Regions from separate parts of the Sus scrofa genome. Here region 1 is linked to region 2. Evidence: chromatin contacts called from public HiChIP or PLAC-seq data. All regions are on one chromosome and are shown on one strand. The core of a region is the stretch at or near the end of the contact, and the rest is flanking DNA. Distances in the headings are between cores, read along the strand shown.

Region 1 (4,724 bases), core at 1,484-3,983, 68 kb after region 2:
CTAAGGGCATGGCCAAAAAAAAAAAAAAAAGTTCCCAGGCCAGGGATTGAACCTGCACCACAGCAGTGGCAATGCCAGATTCTTAACTGCTAGGCCACCAGGAAACTCTTAGAATGCCTCTTTGAGGTAAATATGTTCTCATTAGCTTTAGGAGGGTGGTAGGTTTTTGTTTTATCTCTTTCTAGTAACAGATGCCCGAGGCAGGCTTTTATTCTGTAGGTAAACCTAAATAACTTTACATCAATACAAGAGGTGCTGCAAAGCAGTCAAGTATCCTATATGGATGTATGTAGTATGATGTGTCGTATGATATGATACATTTACATATATGTCTATAGTCTGGAAATGCTCTTTGGATTATATGGGTCTGTCTTTTAAAATCCAAATAGAAGCTTGAATACGAGGACAGGAAGCATTTCATGTAGGGTCAAAAGTGTGAAGGTAAGACAGTGTAAGATATGCTTGGCTTGGCTAGACCGGAAACTAATATAAGGAGAGTGTATATGATAAGGTTGGAAAAAAGACTCATATAGAGAGCTTCACATGTGTGTAGAAACACCATATTACTCTCATCTCCTTCCCATGTCCATTGCTAACCTGAAGTCCTTAGAAGTGATCAGAGGCATTGGTCGAATAGATCTGATTGCACTCAGCCTTGATCTGTTGGAAGGCAATGTGATGTAGAAGAGCACTGAACCAGGAGTTAGAGGTTCCAGGATTGCTCTCAGAATCTTCTGGGCCACATTTGGAAAAATCCTTTGGAACTGTTTATCAAAAGCCTTGAAGATGTCCATTCACTTTCATTTATTAATTCATATCCTGAAATCAACTCCTAATTTTTTTTTTTTTTTTTTAGGACTGTACCCACAGCTTATGGAGGTTCCTAGGTTAGGGGTCGAATTGGAGCTGTAGCTGATAGTTTGCACCACAGCCACAGCAATGCCAGATCCAAGCCACATCTGCGACCTACACCATAGCTCAAGGCAACACTGGATCCTTAATGCACAGAGCAAGGCCAGGGATTGAAACTGCGTCCTCATGGATGCTAGTCTTATTTGTTTCCTCTGAGCCATAATGGGAACTCCCATGTAGGCACTGTTCTTAAGGTCCTTGGGAGTCTTCACAATCTGGGCCCAGCCATTCACACCCCCTGTGTCACCATGTTTACCATATATGGCAGCCTCACTATGGTGACCTTAGAACATTTTACTAACAAACACCTTTCCCCTTTGTGTGCTTTTGTTATGTCCTGTCTGTCTTTGCTGAAATACCCTTTGCTCCCTTGTCCAGCAAGCGAACCCCTATTCTCCTTCTAGTCCAGCTTTAGCTTTGCACCCTCTCTCTGTTCCTGCATATTTCATAAGGGGCATCTAATACCTATGTGTTATGTTAGTCTCTGTGTCTGATTCTTTTTCTGCACATAGCCTGGACAGCTCTCAGAAGTCAGAACTGTGTTACCACCAAATCCTTGGTACTTAACAGAGGGCCTGGCGCTTATGGGCAATGGGTACATGTGGATTGAATTATTTTTCACTTTTTACTTTTCCTTTTTGTTTTTCCGTATTTTCTGCATATTCTATAATGACCCTGCATTACTGAATTAAAAAACAGTACTTCATTCATCCATTTATTTTTAAGGAGGTGACTGGCCTAACTCAAAGGTTCTTAGACCTGGCAGTGCATCAGAATTGTCAGGAGAGGAGTTCCCGTAGTGGCGCAGTGGTTAACGAATCTGACTAGGAACCATGAGGTTGCGGATTTGGTCCCTGCCCTTGCTCAGCGGGTTAACAATCCGGCGTTGCCGTGAGCTGTGGTATAGGTTGCAGACGCGGCTTGGATCCCGCGTTGCTGTGGCTCTGGCATAGGCCGGTGGCTACAGCTCCGATTCGACCCCTAGCCTGGGAACCTCCATATGCCGAGGAGCCCAGGAGATGGAGCGGCCCAAGAAATGGCAAAAAGGCAAAAAAATAAAATAAAATAAAATAAAAAAAAAAAAAGAATTGTCAGGAGAAAGCTTATTAAAATGCAGAGCCCCACATCCCTAGGCTGGATTCCTGAATCCCCATCTCCAGGGCAAGGACCTGACATCAGTACTGTCAACAAACCACCTTGGTTGTTGGGGTGCTTAGCCATATGTGGGACCCCTTGACCGAAGTACCTCTGAGGTGCTTTCAGCTTAGAATCTTTCTACTTCCTTGGAGTGGCCTCCTGTCCTTGCTGTCCCTGCTAGGAGAGGCTTCAGCTTGAGGGCATTGTAGAGCAACAGGTCAGACAATGGAGAATAACTATAATAGCTACATTACTGAGCTCATGTTCTATGCCAAACACAGCTTTTTATCTGTACAATACCTTAAGATTGGTTTCATTAGCTCCATTTTATAGATGAGGAAACTGAGGCAGAGAAGTGTTATGTATCTTACCCAAGGTTAAATAGAAAGAATGCAGCGGAGCTTGTATTTGAACTCAGTTCTCTCAGACTCAAAGCCCAGGAACCAGCACCTCCCTTCCTGCTCCTCCTCTGCTTCCCATGAAAGGTATCCCAGCAGGGCCAGGCGTGGCCCTGCTGTGTGCAGATAAGTGGGTGGGGTGGGGTGCACCCTGGAGCCCCTGCCCTCCTTGCAGACGTGGGGGATGGGCGTGCTTGGGCAGCCATGCGCCGCAGAAGCGGAGGCTCCTGCTCACCAAATGTGCTCTGACACCCACCCACCTGCTTACAGGGTGCAGTGAAGCAGCGGAATTCAATTTGCGGCAGTGACCTAAGAGGGGCTATTTTTAGTAGGAAAGTAGGTCAGAGGCTGCAGCGGTGCTGCCTGAGAAAGGAGCAGCCTCCCCTCTCACCGGGAGGCTTGTTCACTTCTTTTCACGCAGCCAGCGTGGAGGTGCGGGAGGCAGACCCGACATCCTCACAGGACCGCAGTAATCGTCACTGTGGAGCCACTTGGGAGGGGAGGGGGAAACACACACACTCACACACGTCAAAGACACAGAGGTTCTTGTCTGGGCTTTCCTAGGGTCCTGGCCCCAGTCTTCCTCCAGAGATTAGAATCCCTTCAGGGAACATTTTGAACACAGTAGGAGGCTCCTGTATTGTGCACCTGTCATGTACCAGCTCCTCTTCTGGGTCTGATATGCGTTATCTCATTTACTCTTTGCAAATACCTCTGCACAGTAGGTATTATTATCTCCATTTTGCAGATGTGGAAACTGAGTCACAGAGAAATCGAGACTTAAGGTCACATAGCTCATGGGCAGTGAAGCTGGATTTTGAATCCTTGTGACCAGATAACCAGTCCATCAACCCATGCCGGAGACGATGGTTTCAGTTATCACTCTACTTCTGCCCTGTTTTGTTTAGTACTTCAGTGAGAGCAGTACTGAGGTGGCTTTCTCCAGCTGGACTTATCTGAGTCAGACAACCTACTCCTTCCAGGACAGGAAAGGGCACCCAGGACACAGACCTCTTCCCCGAAGAGGAGAAAGTACATTCTACATACTGCTGCCCGGTTGGTGAAGCTAGTAGTTGCCAAAGACAAACCACCCTCCTGACTTCCCTGGGCCTGGAGTGTCGCAAGATGCTCTGTCCCACTTGCTCTGCTACATATTAATTGCAGATCTGTGGCAAATTGCGGGGCACTCGTTGGCGATGCACAGGCGGACATGAGCTTGTTAACAGAATGCAGTAATTGACACATCGTGATTCATTATGCACAGCACCGAGGGCTCTAGCAGAAGCCCACTCTGCGGCCAACCGCCGCTGGCACCACCAGCCTTGAGAATTTGTTCCTGGCTCTGTGCTGGCTCTCCAGCTGGAGAGCGCCATCCCTTCAGGGCCAGCAGCAGTCTGAGCCTTCTGCCTCGTCCTGCTCCCTCCCTGCAGGCAAGGAGTGAGGATATTTCTCTGCCCCCGGGCCGCGTGAGCTTGGAGAGAGGTTATTTGTTCACTCATTTGTTCAACAAATATGTTTGAAAATGTGCCAGGGATGTCACAGAGAACAAGACAGATGGTTCCTGCCCTCACAGAACTTCCAGTCCCCTCTCTGGGCCTTTGTTTTCTTCTCATCACATGGGTAGGGAAGAAGGAACTGGATTGGTCAGTCTCTTCTAGGTCTAAGATTTCAGAATCTGTGATTCTGGATTATAAACACTTATTATTGGAGTTCCCTGGTGACTTAGTGGTTGAGGATCCAGCATTGTCACTGCTGTGGCATGGGTTTGATCCTGGCCTGGGAACTTCCGCATGCTGTGCAGGCAGCTAAAAAAATAAGAATAAAAATAAAAATAAGCAAACATTTATTATTGAGTCATAGTGTCAGTCTTAGTCATTTATATCCACAGGGAAAAAAAATAAAAATTGAGCATTTCAGAATTGGGTGGGAACCACGGACACAAGCAAATTCAAGTTTTTCACTTACAATGAGAAAAACGAGGCTAAAAGAAGGGTGTGACTTGCCCAGTTTATCAGTGGCAGAGCCAGGCTTGAGTGGCCGGGACCAGCTGAGCCCAAGCCTCACCTCCAGCCTTCCTGAGGCTGCCTCCTCGCCCAGCCCTGCTGGTGGGTCCCTCCTTGGGGCCCTGTCTGCATTCAGCTGCTCTGTCACTGAGCTCCCCAGAGTCTCTCCTGCCTATGTGTCTAACCCCTGCCATGGTTTCCCTCATCAGCCTCAAAGCCTGCAGCCTGCAAGTGGACCAGAAGGATGAGCCTGCCTCAGAGGTGACTCATCCGA
Region 2 (4,238 bases), core at 1,176-3,675:
ACTCATTAGCTCTGTCTAATTAGATTGAAACCAAGGAAGGAAGTGGCTAAGGCAACCATTTTGTTGTAGCAGGAATGGTCATGTATGGCCTTGAATCCTCCCTCCCGACATACCCCCTCCAGAGGCCATCAGGATGCAGCTCCTTTCACAGGATAGTCATATATTTCCATCACAGACAGATTGAGAGAGAGAGAGAGACAGACAGACAGGCAGATAGACAGACAGACACACTGATTTCTGGGACCCTAGAGACTTGGTGAGTCATTGTATCTTCCTGTTGGCACCCAAACATGTAGGGCAAAGAGGCTATTGTTTTTTCTTTACAAACAAACTAGATACAAGCCATTTCTCTGAAGTACTTGGAGGACCTTGGGTTCCTGTAAATAGCTTTACCAAAAAAAGGATGCCTGAAAGGTTTTGTCCCTGAAACTTCGGCCCCAGGTTTGCATGTGAGTAGAAAAGCACTGGCCCTGATCCCAGGCCTGTTGTAGGTGGTTTTGTCCAGTCTCAGTGGTGACTCTGACCTCTGGGCCTGCTTTCTTGGGTCAAAGCTTTCAGCTGGAAATTTTCCATATTCCTGCTCCTCTGTTGTTACACAAATCATAAGGCAGCAAATGAGAAGCAGGTGATTGAACTCCTAACCCCCCACTTTGTTTATTTTTTTATTTTGTAATGATGTTTATTTTTCCATTGTAGCTGGTTTACAGTGTTCTATCACTTTTTACTATCCAGCAAGGTGACCCAGTTACGCATACATGTATACATTCTTTTTTCTCACATTATCATAGTCCATCATAAGCGACCATCGTTCCCAGTGCTATACAGCAGGATCTCATTGCTTATCCATTCCAAAGGCAATAGTTTGCATCCATTAACCCCAAATTCCCAGTCCATCCTACTCCCCCCTGCCCCTGCCACCCTTGGCAACCACAAGTCTGTTCTCCATGTCCATGATTTTCTTTTTTGTGGAAGGATTCATTTGTGCCATATATTAGATTCCAGATATAAACCATATCATATGGTGTTTGTCTTTCTCTTTCTGACTTAGCCCCACCTTTATATGAAGGCACCTTGGGGAGTGCCAGGGGCCAGTTGGGGTTTTCCTGAGGCTGGTTTCTACCTAGTTCCTTGAGCTGGCTTGCTTCACGTCCCATTCCCATCTCCATTCCCTTTTCCCCCAACCCAGATCTGCCCCTTTCACTGCCCTGTGTTCATCCCAGTCTTGCCCCCTTTCCCCACCTTGCACACAGCCACCAGAGGGCCTGTGCCCTTCCTACCCTGGCTCTTTAGTGTCTCCAGGAGAAGCCCATTCTTCTTGGAAGAGCACACTGGGAATTGTGTTACCGCTGCTCCTTTGCACAGACCCTGCTTATAGCCAGACTTGCAATTCCTGGACACACTGGATTCTCTCTCCTGCCTATGTGCCTTTGTACCTGCCAGCCCTTTAACCAGATTTTAGTTCTCCAGCTTTTAATTCAAGTGTTGCCTATTCCTCTGTGAATTTTCTGTGTATGTCCAGGCAAAATTCGGTATTTTGTCTCTCCTTTCTGCTGTTAGTAATTTGGATGTACTCTTGCTATGCTTTTTTATTACATAATTTTGTAGTCATTTGTTTGAATGTTTATCCCTCTTTTTTGCCCCAAGTTCACCAAGCATTTGCTTGTGCATTTGATTTTAGGTACTTTTAAAGCAGCTATTATTTTAAAATGTAGACTGCTTTTTTGTTCGTTTGTTTGTTTGTTTTAAAGGAAATGTGCCTCTCTGTGCATTTTTACCAGATTGAGCTGAACCCTTAGGTCTCTGTTAAATAAATATATAAAGGTCTGCTTTGTACTACTACTATTACCTAAACCATTGTTGAGTTCTGACTCTCAGTCAGACACTGGGCTAAAGTAAGGGCTTTACATACATTCACTCATTTCCTCCTCCATGGATGTAGAGCGTATTATTACCTCCGCTCTACAGACTAGGAAATTACGGCTTAGAGAGTTGAAGTGACTTGGCAAGGTCCCAGAGACAGTAATTGGTAGACCTGGGGTTCGTCCCAGGCACTATGCTAGATGCTGTAGATAAAACATTCAATAAAATCATTTCTTCCCTCAAGGAGCTTGTGGTCTGGTCGGCGAGGCCATAAGTCAGTGTCAGTCCAGGGTGTGAGTCCAGTAATGAGGGGATTCAGGGTGCAGGGAGGGCAGACTGGGGCTGTGCTCACACCCACCTCTGAGACCCCAGCACCCAGCACTGGGTTAAGTTGTCTCGCCCTGTGACCAGGACTCCACATCTCAAGTCATCTTTTGTTCCCCTTTCTATATCTTACCAGTCCTTCTTCAGCGCCTTCCTCTCCATCCAGTGTAGAGTGCGTGCTGCCCACAGCCCTGGTCCAGGCCCCATTCACATAAACCGCTCCAAGTGCATGAGGTTGTGTGCGAGAGTGGGAAGGTTTCTGGAGTACCAAGAGTCTCGGGAGATTGCCTGTGCTTGGCTCATTTGTCATTGCCTAGGCTTCCTGGAGCATTTCCATCCTCGGAAAAATTTTCTTGGCCTCAGGACAGAACTTCTAAGAACGTGTCCCGGGATTGGGCCCTCTGGCACCGTGTCCCTCTCACCCCAGCAGCTCTGGCCAGCCTCTGCCATGTGCTGGATTCTTGAAGATCAGAGAGCTCTGAGATGTGGCTCCCATTCTCCAGGGGCCCAGGATCCAGTAGCCCAAACCAGGCAAGAGGCAGAAGCCAGTCTATGCCTGAGTCGGATTCCTGGGCCTATGGCAGGGCTGGACTTACAGCCAGGCATTAGCTATGAGGGGAGAAGGTTGCACAGGCAGGGAAGCAGGCTGACCTCATAAATGAGTCAGCTGGGATGGAGCTGGAGTTGGGGTGGACTGTCTATAGTCAGAGTTAGGAGTGCTGGCCCTGGGATCATTACCCACATTTCTTCCTGTTAGAGTAACCTCCCGTGGAAGTTAGTGTCAAACCAGGCAGAGGCTCCATTTTGATCCAAAATTGAAAGAGGTGAACCCAGTACCTAGAGAGGAAAACATTCTAATTTTTCAGGGGCAGAAAGAAAAGGAATAAAAGGAGCAGGGAAAAAATATATATAAGGAGCCCCCTCCTGTGTGTGTTATGCCAGGTTATTATGTAATAACATGTGTGTTAGTTAATTTCACAGCAATCCCTGTGTCTGCATTCATCTGTGGGGAAACTGAGACTGAAGTTGTGCAGCTGGTGAACAGGGAACAGCCTTTGAAGCCAGGTCAGTCCTGAGCTTCACCTCAGCTTGCTGCGTGTTCCCAGGGGACTGAAAAATGGCCCCAGGGGAGACAACTGAGTAAACTTGAAGAACTGCCCAGGAAGCCTTAAACTGGCTAGTATGAAAATGCCAACCAGGGAGCAAAAAGTTGTTCGTGAGCTCTCTGTCAGCATGGGCTGTGTTATACCCAGAGAAAAAAATAGGTTTTCCGCAAAGAGTCGGGTTCTCTTTACTTTCTCTTCCCTGTGCTGGGCATGACTGTTTCTTCCTGGGGTTCTCCAAAGGCTCTGGGTATGATCCTGCAATCTCAGAGAGCCTCTCTCTCACTCTGTCTGTTGGCATCTTGATGAATAACCCCAAGACAATTTAGGCTGGCCTGCCAGAGCCCTCTCTACGAGTGTGTGTGATCTGTCTTGCTGCCAGAGCTCATTTGGGTTTGTTTAATAATTGAAGGCCAACGTTAAACGTTTCACAGTTTGTCCTTCGTGGATGGGAGCGGTTTCCTGTGCGTAAGTGATACGCACTGTCTCCCAAGGACTCTGTTTCCTGAAGTGCAGCTGATTCAGCACGCTCGGATGTGGCCACTGGGTTGCTTAGATTTCATCAAGTCCTCTTTCAAGGGAGATCTCTTGGGTTTCGTCTTTGTAAGCAGGCACGGGAGGCTCCATGGCTGGGGCATGGAGATCTAGTTTACTGGGGATTTGGACGAGGAAAGGTGGGCTGCAGCAGACATGCTCACCCACTTTCAGAGGAGTCCGTGCCTTTTGTCACTTTATCACAAAAAGAGGGGCCACCTCTTTACCCTGCGCTGGTCATTCTAGGCTGGTTCTAATTGCGGTTTCCCCAAGCCACGTGCTCTTTCTTGCTCTCAGGCCTCCCTGCCTTCCTCACCTGTCCCCACACTCTGCTGCCCTCTCTTCCTCTTTGTGGCTCAGTCAGGTCTGGCTCGCCCTGGGGTCTGGGGTGAGGGGTCTTTGTCTGCATGTCCATGG

What was found. HiChIP or PLAC-seq counts read pairs in DNA pulled down with a chosen protein or histone mark.
Region 1: a contact with region 2 is called in an H3K27ac HiChIP or PLAC-seq map of skeletal muscle. The contact joins two enhancer-like sites. A contact is called at or near these places in 2 of 47 Hi-C or Micro-C datasets (brain and embryonic fibroblasts) and 1 of 2 datasets of contacts at active chromatin or transcription factors (skeletal muscle).

Annotation. Positions count from the first base shown.
Region 1 is chr2:41,284,443-41,289,166 of Sscrofa11.1, forward strand. The region is part of intron 10 of SERGEF (secretion-regulating guanine nucleotide exchange factor); the gene reads left to right. Among named protein-coding and RNA genes, the nearest start is that of KCNC1, 120 kb to the right of the region's middle. Within about 2 kb of position 2,734, at least 8 of the 83 cell types and tissues checked have an H3K27ac peak or open chromatin away from gene starts, as enhancers often do. A contact at or near this core is called in skeletal muscle, where this site is marked.
Region 2 is chr2:41,216,411-41,220,648 of Sscrofa11.1, forward strand. All of the region lies in intron 9 of SERGEF (secretion-regulating guanine nucleotide exchange factor), which reads left to right. Among named protein-coding and RNA genes, the nearest start is that of SERGEF, 100 kb to the left of the region's middle. Within about 2 kb of position 2,426, at least 12 of the 83 cell types and tissues checked have an H3K27ac peak or open chromatin away from gene starts, as enhancers often do. A contact at or near this core is called in skeletal muscle, where this site is marked.